3 separate regions of the Ovis aries genome follow, and regions 1 and 2 are each linked to region 3. The links are chromatin contacts, called in public Hi-C maps. All regions are on one chromosome and are shown on one strand. The core of a region is the stretch at or near the end of the contact, and the rest is flanking DNA. Distances in the headings are between cores, read along the strand shown.

The links. Hi-C and Micro-C count contacts between places; a contact is called where the count stands out from the background.
Region 1: a contact with region 3 is called in a Hi-C map of hypothalamus, with 6 times the contacts expected there. The contact joins the promoter of CRACD here to the enhancer-like site in region 3. A contact is called at or near these places in 4 of 16 Hi-C or Micro-C datasets (hypothalamus, skin fibroblasts and tail adipose tissue).
Region 2: a contact with region 3 is called in a Hi-C map of hypothalamus, with 5 times the contacts expected there. The contact joins the promoter of CEP135 here to the enhancer-like site in region 3. A contact is called at or near these places in 5 of 16 Hi-C or Micro-C datasets (blood, hypothalamus, liver and 2 more).

Annotation. Positions count from the first base shown.
Region 1 is chr6:72,182,082-72,185,598 of ARS-UI_Ramb_v3.0, reverse strand. It overlaps CRACD (capping protein inhibiting regulator of actin dynamics), which reads right to left and starts at 2,007. Exons shown (of 10, transcript XM_060417128.1): 1 at 1,838-2,007.
Region 2 is chr6:72,085,976-72,089,547 of ARS-UI_Ramb_v3.0, reverse strand. CEP135 (centrosomal protein 135) reads right to left here and starts at 1,906. Exons shown (of 25, transcript XM_060417123.1): 1 at 1,664-1,906.
Region 3 is chr6:72,438,458-72,442,008 of ARS-UI_Ramb_v3.0, reverse strand. The region is part of intron 3 of CRACD (capping protein inhibiting regulator of actin dynamics); the gene reads right to left. Among named protein-coding and RNA genes, the nearest start is that of AASDH, 71 kb to the left of the region's middle. Within about 2 kb of position 1,833, at least 7 of the 54 cell types and tissues checked have an H3K27ac peak or open chromatin away from gene starts, as enhancers often do. A contact at or near this core is called in hypothalamus, where this site is marked.

The sequences.
Region 1 (3,517 bases), core at 758-3,257, 260 kb after region 3:
AATAATAATAACTTACATTTATTACAGTGCTTTATAGCTTGCAAAGAACTATGTGAAAGCTTTCTTTTTTACTTTTTAAAATTTTATTTTTAATTGGAGGATAATTGCTTTACAAGTTGTGTTGTTTTCTGCTGTACAACAATGGTGAATCTGCCGTAAGTATACTTACATCCCCTCCCTCAATGGAAGCTTTTGTTTCTCAAGCCAACTGCCTAAGTATGTCAAGTCAGTATTATCTTCCCAACTCCAAATTCAGTGCTAAGTGACTGCTAAGTCTTTAGAGTGAAAGTTTCTCCATTTCAGAGGTGACTGTAAATATAGGGGTTTGGAAGAAACTACATTTTAATACTGGAAAAGGGCAATCTAGTAGCCTTGATTTTCTTCCCTTCACATATTTGAGTTGGAGTAATGAAATCATCCATATCACTTATGTAAGATGCATTTTTCAAAAATGTTTCTTAAAAAAACCCTGCTTTTGAAATTTTTTTTTCTTACAGGTTAATTTTTTGTTGAATATATCCAACCAGGATTCAGTTTTCTCAGAGAATAAAGGCGGGAGTGGTGGAAGCATCTTTCCTTTGTTGATTTTTTAAAATTACTCAAAATTGACTGTTGTTTTCAGATTCCTGAGTCACATTACAATGCCAAATAATTGTTAGCCATTTTATATATAATTCAACAACTACTACAGGTGATTTTTACAGAAGAATGATGATTTAATGACAACTTGATGAACTGAAAATTTGCTACAGGATATTGACTAAGAACCTTTTACTGACATTGCCTTATTCTTTGTATTCTAACCACTCCCTCTCCAGCAACACCACCCCTCCTCACACACGCACTCCCTCACCTACACCAGATCAGTTTCCGGGCCATTATTCTTAAAACCATATTAAAATTTCACAACACATGTTCACAGTTATTAGGTTTTCTGCCCCCTGCCACCCCGCCCATCCACTGAATCCATGTGTCCTTTAAACATTTTTTTTTGTATTGTCTCTTAAAATGTAGAATTACGATGCCTCTATTCTGAGAACACCTCAAATGTAACCCTCTGCCCTTCTGTTTACTGATAAGCAGGAATAAAAGCCATTCCCCACCCACCGTCTCGGTAGGGCTAGGAGGTCCAATCTCGCCACTACAGAGCTCTGCAAGAAAGAACGGTTATAGAACCAGGAAAACCATCGCAAGAACCCGGGGGAGAAGATAAGGAAAACACATTTTTACATCACTGGCAGCGTGCAGTGTCCCGGCTGCAGCCCTTGTAAACAGGGGAAACCTTTGTCTTGCCTCAGCCATCAAACTGGTGGCTCATCAGAATTGGAGCAACAAGAGTTTGTGCGAAATGGCTCGGCAGAGGTTAAACAAAGCAATGCAGTTGCGGGGGGTGGTGGCGGTGGGAGGCAGGGCTGAGCCCCGGTCAGCGCCCGAGATCCCAAACGGCGAGGTCTCGCTTTGACCCCCGCCACAGCCGGGACCCGAGCCGGAGACCCCAGGACCGGATGCCGCGGCGCGGGAAGGACAGAGGGAATTTAAAGGTCCCACGCTTTCGGCAAGTTACCGGGGGCGCAGCCCGTCCGCAGGTTCCTCGCGTGGGATCCAGAGCCGCGCACACCACGCGCCTGGTGCCTCGGGGAGAGTCCACGCTGCACGCGCGGGGACACCGCCCCGGAGTCCACGACCCGCCCAGCCGAGCCCACTAACCCAGGGCAGGGGCAAGGTCGGGAATCCCGGGCCGCCGCGGGGGCCTGGGCCGGGGGTCGCCAGGGAAAGGGAGAAGCCCGCCCGCTGCACCCATTGTCTGGCTCCGGCCGCGGGCCGGGAGAGCGCTCACCTGACGTCCCGGCCGGGAGCCGGGGCTGGGAAAGTGGCTAGATGGCGGTGGCGATCCCGCGCGGGCGGCAGGCGCCAGTGCAATGTCCGCGGCGCTCCCGCGGCACCAGCAGCCTCCGCAGCAGCACCGGCAGCGCACCCGCCTCTCAGGCGGCCACGGCCTCCATTGCTCTCCCCGCCGCCGCCGCCGCGCGGCACTGCGAGCCCGGCCCCGCGCGGCGTGGTCACATGCTCCGCCCGCGCCTCGGGCGCTCGGACCCGCGCCCGCCGCGGCCCCGCCCGGCTTCGCCCCTGAACCGCCGGGCCCTGCCACGGGGACTGGAGAGCCCGGTTTCCTTTCGAGCCCTCCAGGAAAGAAGCCGCTGGACGGCTCCCTTCCCCTGGGGGTGGTGGTGCCCAGAAATCGGAGCTGATCACAGGCAAGGGCGTGGGATTGGTCAGTGTCCTCTCCACCACCGCCGGGGATGGCCCGGCTGACCTGTGGGGTCTGAGGTTACTGTAATGGGCTCACAGGGAGGCTTACGTGGGATAGGAACTCGGGACCATCAGTTATCACCCTCCACGGGGTGCAAATCCGGCCCCCGGTACCGGGATGAGCGAGAGACTAGGGGAGCGACCTGGACTCCCTAGGGAGTTTTCCCCTGCAGAGCCCCGACCATAAGAATGGCATGGGGACTCCTGAAAGTCAAACAAGTTGCAAGATGCCACACAAAAGTAGAAAGGCTCGAAATTGCTTTGCGGAGTGGCTGTACATCTGAGCAGAGTGACGCTGACATTGGGCGTTATTGTTCCCAGCCAGAATGAAATTAAATATTGACTTTGATATTTTAAGAAAACTATGTTTTCCTTTTGTGGCTTAACTGGAAGCACTAATAAGCCTTTTTTTTTCCCCCCGTATGTTTTGCTATGACTATTTCGATGGAACTTGGAAATCCATTTCTGGTGATCCTTTCCTTCACAATGCATGCAGAGATGCTAAAAACAATTTTGTATCACTATTAATAAAGAAATTGAAAACAAAGCAAAAAATAAGTCCTCTGTGACAAAAGATGCAGAAGATGAGGGGTAATTCGAACAGGTGCTCAATCTTAAGTCAGATGTCCCAGTGCCAAAAACAGGACTGCTAATTTTAATATGGGTGCCTGACTTAAAGAAGCAGCTTTGACAGTGGAAAAATCTAGTGCATACTGCCTCATCCAAATGGATTGTTCTAGATGAACATTTTAATTAACTACCAGAATATGGTTGTGCATTTTTGTAAATATAGATCATTGTTCAGTATTTGCATATTCTAAATGATGTCTGCTGCTGCGTTCTTGCCGGGAGAATCCCAGGGATGGCAGAGCCTGGTGGACTGCTGTCTGTGGGGTCGCACAGAGTCTGACACGACTGAAGTGACTTAGCTGCTAAGCCATAGATGGCAGCCCACCACCATCCTATGTCGATTCTCCAGGCAAGAATACTGGAGTGAGTGGCCGCTTCCTTCTCCCAAATGATGTCTGCTTTATTCCAAATAAGCACAAGGAAGAGTTTTGTGAAGGCTTGAGCAGGTTCTCCTTGATTTGATCTAGTAGTACTAGAAGCCAAAAACCAAGTCTGTGTAGAACATATAACTGAGGTCTTTTTCTTGACATATTATAATCTTGCCAAGGACATGAATACACATGCTATAAAAATTCAA
Region 2 (3,572 bases), core at 657-3,156, 350 kb after region 3:
TCCTCACAACTACTATGACGGGAAAAGGGTCAAGGACACCCTCCACATTCAAAGATGAGGAAAGGCTGCCTAGAGAGAGTCACTTTTTCCAAATCACAAGGCCACTAAGAAGATGGGCAGTCAGGTCTCCTGAGTCCTGACCCACTACTCAGGTTTCTGTATTATGCCGCCTCAACTTAGTACCACTCCTTGATAACTCCTTCCTACAAATCTCTCCTCCACATTCTTGTTAGCCTTTTCTCTGAATGACGTTCCCATTCCATACTAGGTTCTTTCTGGTTCCTTCCACAAGAAGGACCTGACTGATGCAGGGTGTTCTAGAAAAAGTCCTGAAGAAGTCAGAAGGGCACCTGTCGGACCAAGAACTAGCTGCTGCTGCTAAGTCGCTTCAGTCGTGTTCGACTCTGTGCGACGCCAGAGACGGCAGCCCACCAGACTCCCCCTGTCCCTGGGATTCTCCAGGCAAGAACACTGGAGTGGGTTGCCATTTCCTTCTCCAATCCATGAAAGTGAAAAGTGAAGGTGAAGTCGCTCAGTCTGTCCGACTCTTCGCGACCCCATGGACTGCAGCCTTCCAGGCTCCTCCATCCATGGGATTTTCCAGGCAAGAGTACTGGAGTGGGGTGCTATTGCCTTCTCCGAAGAACTAGCAGGGCCTCACAATTCAAACATGTCTTTTTTTTTGTCTGGTACCAACTTTGGTTACCCCAAATACACCCTCACATCCTTCTGAGAGACAATATGAGTAAGTATTAAAAAAAAAAAAAAAAAAAGATACGACAGATGAAAAAGATTAAAATCCTCCCAGGAAGGACAAAAAAACATGTATTAGGCTTTCCCCACCCATGCATGGGCTGCTGTCCTTCACCACCAACACAACACGCCCATCTACATCATCCCAACACTGCGGCCATACCGAAAGGTTTCCAGCAGAACCACATAAAAGGTAAGGTTTGGAGATCCTCCAAGCAAACGTTTTTGGAACTACCCGCTGGCTTAACTCTGGGGAGTTTACGTCTGAAAGCCAGTGCACCTTATTTTTACAAAAGTATCCTGTGCGTGTGTGTGTGTGTGTGTGTGTGTGTGTGTGTGTGTGTGCGTAATCTCCTATGTATATAATATATATGCACAAGGGCTAGAAAAACAAAACACCCCAAACCAACATTAACTAGGTTATCTCGCGAGTCCTCCCTCACTGAACTAAAAACAGTAGAGAGTGGAAGAGGGGATGTTTACTAAGGTGCTGGACAAAGGTTAATAAATGACTCGTCCTAGGCTTTGGGGCACTTTTGTTTTACAAAGAGCCTGTATGATTCTTATACGAAAGGGTATTTTAACTTTTAAATCAACCCATCAGTCTGTAGGAGGCGGATCTGCTGGAACCGCACAGACCCGCGGCGATCGCGGCGGGAGGAAACAGGAGCCCGGGCAACCCCAGGCCGACCTCCGGGCCGCAGTTTCGCTGTCGGGTGTTGAAGGGAAGGAGGTGTCCGCAGCGAGGCGACACGAACTCCGCGCCCCGGCCGCCCGCCCGGGGCCCACTTCCTCCCGAGGCCGCGCGGCCTCCCTCCCGGCAGCGCCCGGGCCAGGCCCGCGGGGACCGCCCGGGAGGCGGAGGCGCCGCCGGGCCCAGCCCAGCCCTCCCGCCCCGCGCCGCGCTCACCCGCAGCCCCGGCCGCCGCTCCCTCTGCCTGCGGTCGCATCTTCCCTCGCGCCTCGCCTCCCTCGCTGGCTCCTTCCGCCCAGACACCGGCTTCAGCGCTAGGACAGTTTGAAAATGGCGCGGAGAGACGATCCGGGCCGGCGCGGAGGAGGTGCCGCGGTTGCCTCGGTAACGGGAGCGGCCGACGTTTCGCCGCGCGCAGCGGGGACGCGCCCGACCGGGATGGCGGCGCTAGGCCCCGGTGCCCGGAAACGCAACAGCCCGCACGGCGCGAGGCCGCGGCGCCCCCTGGCGGCCGGCGAACCCCTAACCTCAGCGGGTGCCGGCGATAGGACTCCTCCAAGTCGATCGCGTGCCTCGCTTGACCTTCTTGGCGCGGGGTTAAAATCCTGCCCGGCCCTGGTCCCTACCGCGGATCAGCCTTCAGCCGTTAGGGGGACGCCTTCACCTAAACTCCAACGACAGGCACAATTGCAACTTTCCCTGTCAGCCACGCAACACAATTAACTGTTGCTCCCACACCCATGCCCAGATGTGTAGACCCTTATAATATACTCAACCCGCTATGATGATATAACATCATGATGTTTCAATCCCGTCAGTTATAACTCATCCCTTCAAAACGTAATTATTTGTATGTCTCTTCCTGCCGTCCCCAATTGTGAATTCCTGGAGTAAGAGATTATTTTACTCAGCTATGTTTCTCTAGCACTAACCGCAATAAACATTTGTGAATGGAATTAAATTCAAATCAACTAGTTTTACAGAGCTTGTTCATAAACAGAAAACACATGGTCAAATTGTAGAATTCTGTTTCTCGCGTGAAAACTTCTGGATGATCAGAGACAGCTCATTTGCTCCTTTCTGATTACTGCTCTGGCAAGTAGGACTTTCATTCTGAAAATGTATTGTCTTTGCATATTCAGTTCAGTTGCTCAGTCGTGTCCGACTCTTTGCAACCCCATGAACTGCAGCACGCCAGGCCTCCCTGTCCATCACCAACTCCCAGAGTTCACCCAAACTCATGTGCATCGAGTCGGTGACACCATCCAGCCATCTCATCCTCTATCGTTCGTTCCCTTCTCCTCCTGCCCCCAATCCCTCCCAGCATCAGTCTTTTCCAATGAGTCAGCTCTTCGCATGTTACCTAACTGCTTTGTGGGTTGTGAATACTTTGTACCCATTGTTTTAACCGTTTCTGTTGTGTCTTGTCTGCCTTCCAGCATGCTTTAAAAAAAGTTGTTTTGTGGAATTTCTAAGGGGAAGTGAGTTAAGCTCTGTAGATGGCTTTTGTAGTCTTGAAGATGTACATTTAAATACATTTTTTTCCTGAACAACAAATATCTTTTTTAAAATCACAGCAACATGACTACGCAGTGGCCATCCAGTCCAGATAACTCTTTGTCCCAAATGCATAGCAGTTAGAAAATGTAAGAACCAAAGTCAAAGAAATTTTGAAAGGTAAGTGGGATACTGAAGTTATAGACCAGTTTTGCTCCAGGTAACATGGAAGACCAGAGCAAGTTCACCGTTGGACTGCAAGGCCTGGGGACAGTGTCCCTGGTGCACATCTAAACTTGTTGCTCCTCACCACCCAGGTCCTAGGCTTTAGGGGAGCATCAGGGCTAGGGAAGCAGAAAGAAGTAGAAACTGAGCTTGCTCTGGGCTCTCCCCAAATCACCAGGGGACAGGAGTCCTGAATTGGGGGTCAATCCTGGTAGGCCTACCCTCAAAATTGATAATCAGAAGGAGGTAGAGCCAGATTAGACCCAGGTCTCCAGAATTGCAGGCAGATTCTTTACCATCTGAGCCACCAGGGAAGCCCATGAGTAGGTAGCCTATCCCTTCTCTGGGGGAACTTCCTGACCCAGGAATCCAAAGGGGGTTTCCTGCATTGCAGGTGGATTCT
Region 3 (3,551 bases), core at 584-3,083:
GGTCTGCCATCTACCAATGTTCTTGAATATCTAAAATGAGGGTATTTCTTCTACTCAGAATGGAAAGAATAGTTCTTTAATGAGTTCCCAAGGAGACTAAGCTTAATACATTAATGCTCTTTCGTTAGGATTTTGGCCACCATCACAAAAAGAATGAACGTGCTGATTTTTCTGTTTGTTTTTGTTAGAGTCCTTTTTAGAACATGGATGTCAAGTTCACATTACTTATATTGAAATAAACTCCAAAGATGGGATGGTTATCGTGGCTACCAAAGGAAAATGAAAGAGAAAATGGGGGAAAAATATTAGATGTGATAAGAACAGGTGAAATAAGGTACGCGGGACAAAGCTGGGGAAATGGAGAGCATGACGTTAAGAAACAAAGTTGAGAGTTAAAGTGGAAAATTGAGAGGAGGGTGAAGGGGGCAGACAGGAGGCCCAGGGAGGAGAATCTGCAGCCCTGATGGCAGGTACAACAGCTGACGGGGGCAGGATGGAGGAGATTGGAAAGGAGGGAGAGGGAGAGGAGGGAATGAGAATGTGTGTGTATCTGAGGGTTGATTTATGCCACGGATACGTTCATCCTGGCAAAAGAAACACAATGCTGTTGCCTTTGAGAATGACAATGAGCATCTCCATAAAGCAGCTGATTTAAAATTCCTCCGGAGAAACCAAATTCAGGCTGCTGGTTAGGGAGCTTGGGAGGAGGGCGAGGGAAGGAGGAGGGGAGGACCCAGGTCATGCAAAAAGTGACAGCCACCATCCAGGGACAGGAAGGCAGCCTCTCTGTCCAGACAAAGGCCTGTCCTCGCAGACACACCCTGCAGTGGTTACAGGCCAGGGCAGGGCTGCAGGGCCAAGGCCATGGTGACTGAGCCCCAGGCTCTCAAGGGCAAGGCTCTTGTACCTGATCTGTGGTTCCCGCTCCAAATCTTTCCCTCAGCTGACTCAGAGGGGACGAGGCTGCTGGATACTTCGTCTGATTTATTGACATCTAAAAGATGACTGTCCAAACCTATCTGCCATCTCAGATGTCAAATGAATTGAATACAGGGATAAATATGGCTTTTTGGTGACTTTTTTTCTGCCCACTACTCAGGCATTGTCCTGGGAAGAACTGTGACACAAGCAGTCACTCAAAACCAGACCGTTAAGATGAGCTTGCCCTTAAGCTTCCAGGGAAATAAACTATTACCACTTCTTCCATCTGTAGACAGATGTATTTTAATAGATATGTATATTTTTACATATCCACGGATTCTTTATATGCACTGAGATAATAACCAGAGGGGAGAGTGGAACCTCTGTGCCTAAACTGAGTCCGTGTTACTTATGGCAATGAATGGAGTTACTGTTAGACTCGAATGTGAGCTAAAGGGGCGATATTTTATTCATTCAAATTTGGCCATTTGGCTGTACAATGGAATGCTGGAGAATGATATTATAGGAATGCACATCTATATTTATGAGGCTCTTTTCCTATGGTGTAGAAATTCCAAGCACATCATATTCTGTAGCTCTCACACTGCCAATTTAGATTTCCCCAGATTTTTCATAGCCATCCTTCATGCTACGACTATAAGAACAAGGCAGAGAGAAAATAAAATTGCTGTCTTCTCGAGCGAACTCCAGATACTCCCACAGTTAAAATGAATTTAAGAGAATGAGCAAAATCAAACACACACAGATTTAAAGACATCTGCTCTGTGCAGAAGTGGTGAAGAGCAGGTATTTATTCTTTGTGTCCTTGACAGCTGCACGAGGTGCTCAAATCCTCAAAGGTAAGACACTGTGGCATTTTAAAGTGAAATCCAGCCTGGCAGGAGACAGCAGCTACTGAAGACAGAGGTTCTTCCTCCTGAGCTAAACAGTCCGTGGACTAATAGACTGAGCCTTTTCTGACAAAGCTCCGGTGTTATTCTAAAAATCACCTGCGGGCTTGGTCCGTGATATTCCTGATTCCTATCATCAGTAGGTGCATACATACTTCACAGCCTGGTTTGCTCTGAAATAAATAGGCACCTCCCTGATATGTGCTCTGGGAACATCAAGGTCACTGTAGTCCAACGCATTGCAGTGCAAAGCTTACAAAGCCACTCCATGCTCTAGCAGATGAACAGTGATTTTCTATAAATGGCAGACTTTAAGAACTGGAGGGGCTCTTCAGATCAGCCATCACACGCATCTTCTTTGTTTTTCAGATGAGGAATATGAGGGTCAGAGAGCTTTAATGATTTGCCCTGAGGCCACAAAGCCAGGTGATGGCAGAGGCCTGTCAGGCATTTTTTTATTTCACTTACTGGCCACAGAACAACTGACTGTTATGTATAGGGTCCTTAAAAAGGATGCTACTGTTATTTCTGTCCTTTATAACTATGTTGTATATTAAAATCAATTCTATGCACATGCATTATCTTTATACTCAGGGAAAAAAAGGTAATTTTTTCTTCTAAAGGTTCAATCGCTTGCTACAGAAATTTTGGCAGGTGGTAGATTCACACTGTTCAGGAAAGAGTAGGCTTATTTATGCTCTATTCAGTCATTCTGTGCTCAGTGGACGGATACTAACCATCACTGGTACAACCTAGGACAGTTCTGGCTGAGATGACTACATGTGGACACTAGGGGGCAACCTTTCCAAATGCAGTCATTACAGGCGCAGCTCTGGTTTCCATGGGCTGGGAAGTTTCTTGAGCCAGAAAAAAAAACAAACACTTTTGTTTTTTGTTTTTTTTAAATGGCATTCCAGTAGAAATCTCATTTCAAAAGAATGTCTTAATAATGGTGGCAAATTAGATTGCTAGGACATTTACTGTCAATAGGTGTTATCCACTACTTCTCTTTTTAAAATAAACATACATACATACATACATACACACACAAAGACAACTCCAGACATAAAAAACATACATGCGCCTGACATAGATAAACACCCTCATTCCATGCTGGAGTCTACGAAGGGGTGGTCTTTTATGCTGCTTACTAAGCATCAATACCAGCATAACGTTTTTATGGAAAAATGCAAAGCATTCATGCAAGTTAATAAGTTAACTACTATTTCTATGACTTACCAGGAACATACTGCTTAGTCGACTGAAAAATAAAGCACAGTCTTTTGGGGGTGATACAGTGATATCTTATGGCACTCTAAAAATCACATTTGCTATGATAAGGGTCCCCATTTCCCTCCTTGAAAAGCAGAAGTCTCTTATTATATTGTTTCAAAACATAGCATTAGAGCTGTAAGGAAGCTTATGCATATCCATGCAGCGGAAGCAAAATTAGGCAGACCTCCTGTGAGTACATGTCATCCAGAGGAGAGCATTCAATTAGACAGCTATTCTGTTTCCCGCACATTTCTCCTCCTGCATTAACAGAACTGTTGCTTCGGAGAAGTTAGTTGTTTGACATTTTATTAATTATGAAATCAGATTCTTTAAACTTAGGCCTTACATCATTAACACAAACAACAGGCATTCACATGTTTCTACTGAGTTTCTACATTTTCAATATTGCAGAATTATCTATTTTTTACAACTCCAAATCCGCTT